Regions from separate parts of the Mus musculus genome. Here region 2 is linked to region 1. The links are chromatin contacts, called in public ChIA-PET maps. All regions are on one chromosome and are shown on one strand. The core of a region is the stretch at or near the end of the contact, and the rest is flanking DNA. Distances in the headings are between cores, read along the strand shown. Region 1 holds the start of Frat2 (frequently rearranged in advanced T cell lymphomas 2). Region 2 holds the start of Marveld1 (MARVEL (membrane-associating) domain containing 1).

What was found. ChIA-PET counts read pairs in DNA pulled down with a chosen protein or histone mark.
Region 2: an RNA polymerase II ChIA-PET map of memory CD8 T cells shows a contact between it and region 1, with 74 read pairs. The contact joins the promoter of Marveld1 here to the promoter of Frat2 in region 1. A contact is called at or near these places in 3 of 39 promoter capture datasets (cranial neural crest, liver and stem cell-derived epiblast-like cells), 4 of 484 Hi-C or Micro-C datasets (CD4 T cells, CD8 T cells, LSK cells and 1 more), 4 of 115 datasets of contacts at active chromatin or transcription factors (embryonic stem cells, memory CD8 T cells, pancreatic cancer cells and 1 more) and 1 of 9 other capture datasets (adipose tissue).

The regions. Positions count from the first base shown.
Region 1 is chr19:41,844,400-41,851,008 of GRCm38.p6, forward strand. It overlaps Frat2 (frequently rearranged in advanced T cell lymphomas 2), which reads right to left and starts at 3,733. Exons shown (of 1, transcript NM_177603.3): 1 at 1,573-3,733. The coding sequence starts at 3,512. The coding sequence ends at 2,817.
Region 2 is chr19:42,144,820-42,151,428 of GRCm38.p6, forward strand. It overlaps Marveld1 (MARVEL (membrane-associating) domain containing 1), which reads left to right and starts at 2,570. Exons shown (of 2, transcript NM_183195.2): 1 at 2,570-4,740; 2 at 5,979-6,609. The coding sequence starts at 2,830. The coding sequence ends at 3,351.

The DNA.
Region 1 (6,609 bases), core at 2,483-4,982:
AGGGTACTTACTTCCAAGAATGAGGAATTTTGGTTTGAATACTTCACCCTCCCAATCATTTAGGCAGGACTGTTCTACCAGTGAGAGAAGAGGAGCACAGGGTGGGGGTGGGGGCAGGGACTCGCTCATTATAACAAAGCCTGCAGGCGGCAGTAGAGTGATGCTGGAGTCCTCCAGCACTAGTAGGTCATCATGTTGGGTACCATAGGGGGAGATGGTACACAGCTAGAGGACTTGGTAGCAGAGGTCAGCTGTACCAAAATGTTGCTTTTTACAGGTATAAATACACAAGGAAAGCGGAGGTAAGGCCTGGGTTAAGAGTGAAATTGTCTCAAACTCAAAACAATCTCCAAAAAAGTTGTTAGGTATGACAGCATACACCTGTAACCCCAGCACTGGGGAAGGGGTATAAAAACAGAACTACCCACAGAGGCAAATCTGGGATGCATACAGGGATCCTGTCCCCCAAAGGGAAGAGTAAGTCAGGCAGTGGTGGCGCACGCCTTTAATCCCAGCACCTGGGAGGCAGAGGCAGGCGGATTTCTGAGTTTGAGGCCAGCCTGGTCTACAAAGTGAGTTCCAGGACAGCCAGGGATACACAGAGAAACTCTGTCTCGAAAAACCAAAAAACAAAAGAACTTCGATCTAATCCTTGTGACTATCCCAAATCATTCAATGACTGCCAAAGAAATGGCTCAATCTTGGGTTTTGCCAGATGTAGTGGCACAGGCCTTTAATCCCAGCACCCAGCACCCAGGAGGCAGAGGCAGGGAATAAGGCCAGCCTGGTCTACATGGCAAGCTTCAGGACAGCTTGGACGACACAGATCTTGTCTCAAAACAAACCAACGTTGGGTTCTTTCGCCCAATAGACCACGGCTGAAGGCTCCCATTCTTAGAATGTTCCCCTCCCTGCACAGCGCCTCCTTGTCCTCAAGTTCTCAAAGCATTCCCCGCCAAGCCAGACTACCCAAATTTGATGTCTAGGGCCTAAGTAGAAGGGGAGAAGCTGCCACAATCGCCATCTGATTTTCATAGGCTTTCCTAATGCATATGTGAACCCTCCATACACTGAACAAATCAATGTGTAAATGTATCAAATGCAGATAGCTGGGTGAAGTGAACACCGTTCATCCTGTAACCCCAGCAACTCAGGAAGCAGAGATAGGGAAAAATCTCTGAGTATGAGGCTAGCCTGATTGACCTACACATAGTGAGCTCTAGGCCACTGAGAACCTATCTCAGAATGTGTGTAAAAGAAAATACAAGTCGGGCATAGTGGCGCATGCCTTTAATCCCAGCACTCGGGAGGCAGAGACAGGTGAATTTCTGAGTTTGAGGCCAGCCTGGTCTACAAAGTGAGTTCCAGGACAGCCAGGGCTACACAGAGAAACCCTGTCTCAAAAAAAAAAAAAAAAAGAAAGAAAGAAAATACAGCCAGAGATACTCAAACATACCGCCTCCAGGAGTTAACTAAAGCATAGCGCTAGCCCCAGCCCCCCAGTTACCCCAAGTACAGATACCTCACATAGGTCTTCTTCCCCCTCTTAACTCCAAACAAAAACAAAGACCATTTTTTCAAAACAAAAACCAAATTTATTCAGCAGACATTTTAATTATGAATCCTATAAATCAGGACCACCACAATTTCAGACACTCCGTTGCGAAGTGTACATCAACAGCCACATCTGGAGGATGACCGAGCCATTGAATCATAAAAAAAAAAAAGTTTAGCTACCTTAAAGTTTGGGATGGCACCTGAGGTGCCCCTCGGGGTTCACAAGAGGAAAAGCCAGCATTTTCTCCTCTGGGAGTCACATTTTAAAAAAGTTTCAGTCACTCACCAAGAACTGACAGGTTTAGCAGGAGAGGCGCCCTCCAACTCTGCAGAGGGTCAAAAGAGCAGAAAAGTGTGCCCACTGCTTTCCCCCCTACACACACACACACACACACACACACACACACACCACAAACACAATGGCCGCAGGGAGATCAGGAGGTTGCTTATGACCATTTCTGAGAAAGCTGGAGCTATGGCCAAAGAGTGGCCTAGCAGAAGTAGTTCTGGAAAAGCAAAGCACAGAAACCGCAAATAACTCTTCCTACAAGGATGGCCATGTCGGCCGTGTCCTCGGGAGACTCCACGCGGTGGCAAAGGGACACTCCGGTCTGTGCTTGGCTCCAGAAAAAGACACTGGGGTGAGCGCTCCCAAGAATCCCACAACACTCCACTCTACCAACCTGACCTTGAGTTCAAGTTGGCAAGGTCGAATCAATTGCATGTCCCCATTTAAACTCATCTCTCCCCACCTTCAAGAATTCACCAACCAGGTCCCCAACCTTCATAATCACAAATTAAGCAGGGGAAAGCAAGCGTTGTCAACCCACCAACATAAATCTGCCAACTTATGTTCTTCACCCTAGAACCGCTCTGCTCTGCAATTGTAGCACCATATTCAGAAAGCTTCTGTACCCGAAAATAACGAGATCATATCTACTATTGGTTTTTCAAGTATTGTTAGAAGCCCTCCCGATTCCCGCCCCTGCGAGCCACATCTATAAACAATCCAAGCACACGATAAGGGCTAAGTCAGGTCCAAGTGGATTAAGTAGCTGCCACAGTTCAACCGGTAGATCCCAGGTCCTCGGCTGCTGGTGCTACTCAGTAGAGTCCGTTTTCTCTAACAGCCTCTCGCGGCCGGTAACTTTGAGGCTGTAGCCCGAGGGATGGACGACAGCTCCTGCTCCGCACAGTCCCGGGCAAGACACTGTTGGATCAGCGTAGCGGCGTCCTCTTCCTCCTCCAGGGATCCCCTGTCAGAGCCAGGCGCCCGAGGGCTGCAGAGTGACTGAGTCCGGTCCGCTTCGGCCACCCCCGGACCCCGGAGCGCTCGCGGGGCTCGTGGCCGCAACCGCGGCGACCGCTCGCTGGAGTCTGCGCACCGCCTCCTTGATGAGGTTTCCGGAGAGCACGAGCTGCTGCAGGAGCCGGTGCGGGTCGTCGTCGGCCGCGCGCGCTCCGCCTGCTGTCCACCGCCGCTGCTGGATTCGGTGAGAAGCCACGGAGCCGGGGAGCCACCCTCGCCGCCCCGGCCCGGGAAGCGCGCTGGCACCCGGGGCGATCTCCGCAACGCAGTAGGGCGCCGATCGGCCCCGCACACGCCCGCGCTCCCCCAGCACGCAGCGCACGGCCCCCGGAGGCGCAGGGTCCCCGGTCTCTGCTGACCCCGTCGGCCGCAGCAGCCGCCTCGCTGGGGTCCCGGTCTTGTCCGCCGACAGCGCCGCCAGGACCCGCGGAGGCGCGGGTGGGGGACCCGGGGCGGCACACGGCGAGGCCGGGCGATCGTGCGCCGTGTCCAGCTGCAGCGTCTCGCCGATCTGGACGATGAGCCGATCCACGTCGGTCGAGCCGCCCAGAGTCACCGACTGCTGCAGCAGGAGGAAGCTGTCGTCGTCCTCCTCCCCCTCTGCCTCGTCGCCGGCTTCCTCCTCCTCCTCTCTCCGGCAAGGCATGGCCCCCCGCCCGGGCCCCCGCGGCTGTGCGGGCGTCGCTGGCAGCTCGGTTGGCCGCGGGCTCGGCGAGCCGCGGCTGGGGCGGGAGCGCGGCGGAGGCCCAAGCCGGGCCAGGAGGGGGCCGAGCCTGGGGATGCGGAAGCCGGGACCACCGGGCAGAGGTACCGCGCGCCTTAGAGCCGCGGGAGCCGGAACGCTGCCGGCTTGGGTTGATTTGTAAACAATGGGTGACGTCGCGCGGCTCCTACCACCGCGCGCGACCGTGGGGGGAGACGTTCGCTAGAAGACTTAGGGGCGCGGGACGGCGCAAACCGTGCGAGACCACTGCCCACACTGTCTGCCCAGAGATAGTTTATATGGTTGCGAGCGATTCCGGGGACGGGGCACCGACTTCGCCGAGCCCAGGTCCTAGGACCTCTCGGTCCTAGGAGGCACCCTCGGCGACTGCCAATTGGCTGCTCCCACTCGCGGACACACCCCCAGCACACCCAGCCCCTCCTCTGCCGCGCCCGCTCCAGCCCCACGTGTGGGTAACGCCTGCGCTGGCCCGGGGAGGGGCGACCCCGACGGTTGGGAAGCCGACCCTGTGGTCAGAGCTTCTCAGACTTGCTCCGGTTTCTCAGAGCTACATCGAATTGACTTTTTTTGTAGTTCAAACGAAAATGTTCTCGTAACCATAGGATTCAAACGAGATTAACAGGCTTCCCCCCCCCCCCTTCATCCTCCTCTTTGTACATTATACAGCCACACACAAAAGCATTGCAGTCGCATTAAATTATAAACGCTTTTTCCGGTGACTGCACGCGCTTTGAAAACACTGTACCGATTACGTAAGTTTCCATTAAGTACTTGTAATTGTTTAAATTCCTTCAACGGTTGCTGTTTCTCTGAGTTCGCCGTTGTAGTAAGTGTGTGACTAATGCTCTTTCCCATAAAACTTTTCCAAATTTATGATTCATTTTTCAGAGTACATTCCTAAGAGTGGAGTTTTAGGTCAAAGGATAAGAGTTTTTTTTAGTTTGGCCCTTTTATTTTTTGTAATATGTATGGAAAACCTAGAACTGGGTGAATACACTCTTATTAATATGTGATATACGTCATTCATTGAAACGACTAGAATTTAGTCATTGAAAACCTTATTGTGTATATGAGTCATGTTACAGGTGAAATTGACATTTTTCAGTTTGCCTGTTATATATATATATATATTTTTTTTTTGGTTTGGTTTGGTTTTGGTTATGGTTATTTATCTATTTATTTTGGTTTTTCGAGACAGGGTTTCTTTGTGTATCCCTGACTGTCCCGAAACTCACTCCGTAGACCAGGCTGGCCTCGAACTCAGAAATCCACCTGCTTCTGCCTCCCAAGTGCTGGGATTAAAAGCATGCGTCACCACTGCCTGGTTGGTTTTTTTTTTTTTTTTTAGACTGGGTTTCTCTGAGTAGCCCTGCTGTCCTGGAACTCACCCTGTAGACCAGGCTGGCCTCAAACTCAAAGATCTGCCTGCCTCTGCCTCCCAAGTGCTGGGAGCATCCTGGCTAGCTTCCTTTGAGACTTCTTTTTTTTTTTTTTTTTTTTTTCTTTTTTCGAGACAGGGTTTCTCGGTATAGCCCTGATAGCCCGGGCTGTCTTGAAACTTACTCTGTGGACCAGGCTGGCCTCGAACTCAGAAATCCACCTGCCTCTACCTCCCAAGTGTTGGTATCAAAGGCGTGTGCCACCACGCCATTCTAACAATGGTAGATCTAGTCTCCCTACCTTGTTGCTGTTATTTGGAGGGTTTTGTTTCTTTCTCAAATCCATCCGTAATTTTTTTTCTTTTTGTTTTTTTTCGATTGGTCTTTGATTCAGGGAGATGAGATGAAATTAATTTTCTCCCCTCCCTTCCCCCTCGGCTTGCCAACCAGGGCAATATTTCCTGGTTGAAACAGAGGAGTGTGGTCGTTACACAGAGGCTGTGTCCTGAGTTTCCAGATGCTGGGAACTGGTGGGTATGAAGGATGGGTGGGGCTGGAAATATTCTGATCTGTCTTATGGGAACCAAAAGAGCTCTAAACAGGTTGTACAAAGACCTAGATTCAAGTCTCATCCCTACTACAAACTGGGTGTGGGACTCCTGGCCAATCAGTTTACAGGTGTTTTCACTTGTAAAATGGAAAAAAAAAAAAAAAATCCCTGCCCTGCCTCCTTTGGAGATTGTTTTCAGGATCAAACGAGGTGATGGGAGCAGGCTTTGTCAGGCATTACACAAATGTACTGTGGGATTAGGCCCAGTGCTTTACTGACTCTGGGCTCTCTTCCAGCAATTTCCCTGGGGAAAGAGCTAATATCTTAATAATAAATGTTATCCCCTGAGCCCACTAAGTAATGCAGACCCTGAAGGCAATCCCACTAGGGCCGGAATGGCCCTTAGAATCCTAGACTTTGTGCTATCTGTCGACTCTGCCCTGGAATGGGTTAGGGACTTCCTGAAAGCACTCTCCCAAATTTCAAGGTGTGTCATAACTACAGCAGTTCGGCAGGTTTGGCTGAGAGCACCTTCCCATCAGGCAGCTCCCTCCTCCATCTCCATCTCCATCTCCCATCTCTTCACACTCTTTTACTGTTGAAAACCGGAAGCTGTTCTCCCCAGAGATAAAGTCTCATTTTCATTCTGATGGTACTTACTGGAGAATTTCAAGGAGAATGAAAATTACGAGAGGGCTTATGGATTTCAGCAGAGTTAAGATGGCAATTCCACACCCCCCTTCTCTGCTCTGTAAGATGATGCCTGGCTGTAAGTAGAGAAAAGCAGTTTTATGCTCCATTGGCTTTAAACATTAATGGGTCTGGCAAAGCTATTGTTTCTAACCCAGCATCCCTGGAAGTTGTTTTGTCTTCCTGTCAGAGTAATTCCAACAGTGTTCTTACTACTGTAGGGAATGGAGCCGTGAGAAGGCGTTTAAAAAAAGAAGAAAGAGAGGGGAGAAAAAAGCCTTCCCTTTGTAACGTTGCTTTTGTGTGGAGATTGCTATGTAAATATGCCGAGGTGCAGATGTGTTAGACGTTCATTACAGAGCTGAATGCCTTTCAGTAGGAGCCCTGCTCCATTTTCTCG
Region 2 (6,609 bases), core at 1,320-3,819, 300 kb after region 1:
CCTCCTAATGTTAATAGGCTCCCTGCTCCCTTCAGCGGTCCAGCATCCAGATTCAACTGCTAGATGCACTTTAGAGTCTCAGCCATAGGCAAGGGCACTAAGCACATCGTTCCAGGGGCTGCTAAGTTAGGATCAGAACATACAGGTCTGGATTTTCCAGTGGGACACAGACTCTGCGTCACTTTTCTGGGTCCCTGCCAGTGTAGCTGTAAACAGAACATGAGAAATATATAAAAGTGCTAGGATTGTGGATGAGAAGTCATCTTCATCTGTGCCCTAGCAGCTCCTGAAACAAGGTCAACTGCTTCAACGCTCTGAACCCACTCTTGGTCCCTATTGGTGGGTCAGAGCTCAGAACACCATCACCAGGAGCAGTAAATACAACTTCTTCCACGGGGTCTAGCACAATAAACATCCCCTTCCCCAAACCACACATATCTTACATCCCTGGCCTCTAAAATGGTGCTCAGTGTTTAATAAGCTCTCATTGTCTGCTTGCTGCATGAAATTATTTTACAGATGAAGTAATCAGGCACAGAGGGCTGGGAAACCCCTCCTCCGTGCCCGACGATGGAGTGAGCAATGGAGTGAAGAACTCACTCTTGTTCTCAAGTGTTGGCACTTGCTGGTTGCTAAGGGACAGAACTCAAGTAAGAAAGGCTATGCTGTCTTGTGTGGGTATGCTACACACCACAATTTAAGCATTTATAATATGCATCTGGAGCTTTCTTGAGTAGTATGTACTGGGGTGGCAGTGACAGGCCAAAGTTTTTTTCTTCAAAGGGGAACCAGGCTGCAGGGAAGGGCACCTACTGTTCCAGGCCAAGGGGATGGGACTCTGAAGTGTATGATCAGCTGTGGTTTGATGCAGGCATTGTCCTGTAGGCAAATGTGGCTTGCTTAGTGTCTTAGTTAGGGTTTTATGGCTGTGAAGAGATACCCTTACCACTAAAACTCTTGTTACAGTGTCATGGCAAGAAGCATGGTGGCATGCAGGCATACATGGTGCTGGAGAAGGAGCTGAGAATTCTACATCTTGATCCGCAGGCAGCAGAAAGAGACTGTGTTCCACAGTGTTCCAGCTTGAGCACATGAGACCTTAAAGCCCACAGCCACAGTGAAACAGGTCCTCTAGCAAGGCCACACTGATTCCAACAAGGCTACACCTCTTAACGGTGCCAATCCTTATGGGCTAAGCAGTGAGTTTATGTGGGATGTATCTATTCAAATCACCACACTTAGGTCCAGTACTATTCCTGCAGCCAATTGGCAAGCAACTCCATTTGTATGTACTGAGGGGCTCCTACATGCCAGGCTCAGGCAAAGATGGATAAGCCAGAATAGACCAGTTTTTGATGTAGTAGACTCAGAACTAGGGATGATTCAAATGGAGGCCCAGACAAACAAATAATTGTCAATGTGGGGAGCTCAACCTTAAACCAGTAAGTGCTTAAACTGGGTATGTCTGCTGGTGAGGGAGTGTCTGGAAAATAAAGAGCATTCTGAGTTCATGTGGGAAACTTGCAGTTCATAAGTGACAGAGTTTGGACATGAGTTGGGGAAGGAAGTGGAAAAAACCCAAGAAACTGGAAGTTGGTTGGGGACAGATTATGTAATGTGCCACATTGACAGGACACAGCTCCATACTGGGTTGGGAACAGCCAGGTCAGTTGTGTAACATTGCTGAAGCACAAAGGTTGGCTCTTTGGTGGGGTGGAGAGCAGAGAAGCCATCTCTGGCTTCCTGGTCTGAAACCCTTCAGTCTTCAGGAAAAATGAAAACAACTATTGCTCTCCTGTCTTGGGTCGCGGGAAGCTTACATAGAGAGGGCCCTGTAATGTCAATGAACCTTGGCATCGTTGGGATCCTTGCCATCTAGGTCAATAGTTAAGCATACGGGACATGCCATCTCTGAGACCTAGGCCTGTCCTGACCATGTTAGGTGACATGTTTTTAATCTAAGCAAGACGCAAAGATGGCCAGGAAGGAATGGTCGAAGTGTTTGGCGTTGCTATGCTCTGTGCGCTGTGGGTAAGGCAGCTGGGCCTCCAGTGAGTGATAGTTTTCTTACACTGACCAAGAGACCTTCATGGCAAGACAGTCTGAGACCAGCTTTGGACAGGCGAGTTTGTGGTGGGCAAGTGAAGGGTACTGAGGATGTCCCAGTGAGAACAACTGTCAGTTCAGACCTCCTGCTTACTCAGGCTTGATGGGACGCCTCGATGGGAGAGAATTATGTCTCCAGTCTCCTGTGACTGGAGAGAATCAAGAGGGTCCAGCCACAGGCTGGGCAGAGGCTGTTGTAGCTTTCTTCTCGAAGACCTAAGATCGGCCAGGCCTGCGAGGCAGGAAGGGCTGGGGTGGCTCCAGATGTGGCAAACTTGGCCCAGCAGCCTGGGCAAAAGGCCTGTCATGGGCCAGGGGGGTGCGGGCATTCAGCCCTGGCTGCAGAAGGAAGGAATGGGAGCGGAGGAGAAAGGGGGGGTAGCCAGGGTGGAGGGCGCGACGGCAGGAAGCTGGGAGGCGCGAGGAGGGGTGGAGACCAACGAAGGGGACGGCCAAAGAGCGAGTAGGAGGGCTGGAGAGAGGGAGAAAAAGGAGAGAAGGGAGGAAGGGTGCCGATGAGAAGCAGCGCTGAGGACTTGAAGTAGAGGGAGGAGGGCAGGCCTCGGAGCAGCGGGAGCAGCGGGAGCAGCGGGAGCAGCGGGAGCAGCGGGAGCAGCGGGAGCAGCGGGAGCAGCGGGCCCGGGCTCGGGCCGCCCCCGCGAGCAAGGCGCCGCCATTCCGCTGCTCGGGGCGCCGCCGCCGCCGCCGCCGCGTCCGGGGGCCATGCTCCCGCCGCCCCCGCGCCAGCCGCCGCCCCAGGCGCGCACGGCCCGCGGCTCCCTGCGCCTGCAGCGGGCTTTCCTGCGCGGCCCGCTGGGCGTGCTGCGGCTGCTGCAGCTGCTGGCCGGAGCCGCCTTCTGGATCACCATTGCCACCAGCAAGTACCAGGGCCCGGTGCACTTCGCGCTCTTCGTGTCCGTGCTCTTCTGGCTGCTCACCCTGGGGCTCTACTTCATCACGCTGTTGGGCAAGCAGGAGCTGGTGCCCGTGCTGGGCTCGCGCTGGCTCGTGGTCAACGTGGCGCACGACCTGCTGGCGGCTGCTCTCTACGGGGCGGCGACGGGCATCATGATCGACCAGACGCAGCGCCACAGCTACTGCAACCTCAAGAACTACCGGCTGCCCTGCGCCTACCATGCCTTCCTGGCGGCCTCTGTCTGCGGCGGCCTCTGCCTCGGCCTCTACCTACTCTCGGCACTCTACGGCTGCTGCCGTCGCTACCAGGGCAAGGAGGAGGTGGTGTGAGGCCACCCGCTCCACCGCGGCCCAGATCGGTTTAGGGAATCCCTCCCGAACCCTTCCTGCCGCCGCCTAGTGCCGGTGTGCCCCTGCACCCTCTCCCTGCCTGCGTTTCCACTGCCCGCGCCCTGGATCCCCGACGTTCAGTTCTAGTCTGACTGCTGTACCGCAGCTCAGCCCAGATATCAGCTTCCAGGGACCCACGCAGCCATCCGAGGCGCCGACGCACACACCCAGTTGGGCCGCTTCAGGCGAAGCCTGGAAGTCCCTTTCCTCATTCCCTGTCGAGAGCTAGACGTGGACAGGCGCCGCCGCGTAGATCCGGGGGAGGCTCCCAAATTGGAACCAGTCTTTGGACTGCGCCATTGCCCCCTCCCTCCTGCCCTGCAGTCGGAAGAGCATCCCTTCCCTGCCCCCTCTTCCAGCCTAGGGAGGTGTAGAATGCAGTCAGGCAGCTGCAAGAGGAGCTGGGGACAGGCTTTAGCTAGTGCTAGGATGGATGATGGATGACGTCTTTAGTTGTAGTTTGGCTCTCTCCCTGCGCAGCCCTACGTCTACGAAGTCTTTGGGTGGAGTCAGCTACAGAAGTGGTGGATAGCAAAGGCCTGCTGGCTATACCTTACTTAACGACGCAAGTCTTCTCTCCGCCTAAATCCTTGGTGTTCATTCAGATTGGGCCAACTGTACTAACTTCCCTGGCCTCTCAGATGTCACTCACTAGCTTCCGCCGCACTCCACCTATAAATATGTTTGCATTGGGGATCCCACGTGGCCAACGGCGATCATTAAGGTGCTGCCCACCTCTTTGGGAACCCAGATCCCGCTCTTCCAAACAGCTGTTCTAATATTAGAAGCACACTCTTTCCTCTAAAGCAGTGGGTTGTCTAGGGAGCCAGTACTGTGTTACTTCCCAAAGAAGGGGTAGAAGGCAAACGGGTCTGTCAATGGTGCTGCCTTCCCGAGCACATTCACAATGTTTGTTAGCACAATGCGGTCTCTCTGAGAAGTTCTGCAGGTATCGCAGCCACACATGGTAATTCAGTTCACTGGAGTAACTATTGGGCCTAAGCCATCCCCACCGCAAGACTGTGTCTATGCTGTCTAGGTCATGCCTACAGGTTGACCCACTGAAAATTAGGAAGCTCTTTTTTCCCTAACTCTAACTGGGGGTCCACCCAGTGACAAAGGAGCTAGGACCCCCTCCCTAGCTAGAGACCTGAGAAGAGTTGAATATTCATTCACGTTGTTGGAAACAAGAAGCCAAGGATATCCAGATGATCCCCCAATTCAAAGAGATCCTGGCATTGACTCTGAGCAGCTGGTGCGGTGAGTTCTGTCTGCCACCAAATTGAGAACTATCTGGACCTGGGGTGGACAGCTGGTGCCACCTCTAAGGTAAGGCATTTTGGATAACTGGGAAGTGCCATAGGCCTCTAGCAGGAAGCCCAAGGCCACCTCCTCTTCCAAACTGAAAGTGACCTTATTCACAGAGTATGAAGAGTGACACTGATAACCACAAGGGCCAGAGATGGTGTGAAAACCCACTGTTGTTACTAACTCAAGCTCTGCTTTCTCTGGAAACAGGACATAGGACACTGCATGTTAGAGATGGAACCCAGAGCTCCTGTCATGTTTAAGGAGCACCCACCACAGAGCCACACCCCGCCCCTGCAAGTGTCAGAGCCACACCCCAGCCCCTGCAAGTGCATCTTCCAAGCTCAGGGGTGGAGGTGTGGGATTGTCTGTAGCCATTACGAAGGCGGTGGCTGGAGTGGAATATAAATTTTATGTAGCACTTACTACAGCCCTACTGTGTGGGTACACTGCTTGAATGCATGTGTTCTTTGTCCTACTCTGAGATCAGTGCCCAAGTCTCCTTGGTGATGAGTGATGGCGGTTGGCTTTGAACCCTCACAGTCCAGTTTCTTCAGTACTAGGCTATATTATGTGTAGAAAGAGTCAATACATTGTTGATGTGGCTAATACTTTTTCTGAGGCTAAGGTATGGCTTGGTGGTGCCATTATGTGCAGTAGGTACGAGGTACCTGGTTCAGGACCCAGCATCAGAAGTAGTTTTTCCTAAATTGGAAAAAAAAAAAAAAAAGCAGGACCTAAAACTTACCCTTATAACCAGCTTAAAGGGCAGTTTGAACTTGAACTGCCAAGTGAAGAGAGTCACACAGTGTAGCCATCACCACCATGTACCTCCAGAACTGTTCTAAAAAAACCCAGAAAGTCTGTACCCACCAGGATTCTGGGAGTTTGAGCTGTGCATGCTTGTACAGGCATGTAATCCTAGGGTGTTGGAGGTTATGGAGGGTAGATTATGAGTTCAAGGCCAGCCTGGGCTACATAGTTCCAGGCCAGCTCCAGTCACACAGTAAGACCCTATCCTCCAAAGAAACAAAACAACAAGCAGGTTTGTTGTTGTTGTTGTTTGTTTTAGTTCCTCTAGGAAACCCCAGAGCATGGCCTCCTGTGTTCTTCAATGTCTCCAGCTAGCTCTGCTGCCCAGCTCCACAAAGGATGATTTTCCCTCCTTCCTTTCCCACCAGAGACAGTAGTGGTCTGTGCCTGGGGGGAGCTTTGCTGGGACACCTTGATAGCCAGTGACTCTTGTTCTTATGTTGCAGGTTTCCATGTTGCTGAGGCCTCCAAGATTCTCAGAGCAGTCAGAATGGCCCTGCCTGATTGGCTGAACTGGTCTCCCTGGGACCAGCAGAAGGTTTGGCAGTCTTCGCTGCTTCGGGGCAGTGGGGAACAAACAGTCTCTTTTGCAAGTGTCTAGTGGAAGAGCCGTGGTAGAGAAGACTTGATTTCTTTCTTGATACAAGAGGATTCCCAAGCTCTTATGTTATCATTTAGGCACAAGATCTGGTCACTTGGGACTGAACTCTGCCCATCTCCCATTGCCTAAATGACAGGTGTCAGTTCTGGCTCCCATTCCTTACCTGTTTGCCTTTCTTAGATCACCGTCTAAGCTCAGGTCCAGTCCCCTCAGGATAGGCTCAGTCCCAGCGCTCTGGGTCTGAGGCCAGCACACCTTACTCAGGAGCACACGTCTTGGCCTCTCTGGTGCCTCATCTACCCTCGCGTGCCTATAGCACTCGGGAGCTCACGAGCTCTTCTCCACGTGCCTTCCAGCTTTGACTCCAGCAGCGGGCATGGCGGTCCCTCCGTTTGCCACTCGTGAGAAGCACAGATAAGATTATTATAATACCCACCTTTCCTCAAACGGCATAGTATGATCGCCCTGCTGTGGCC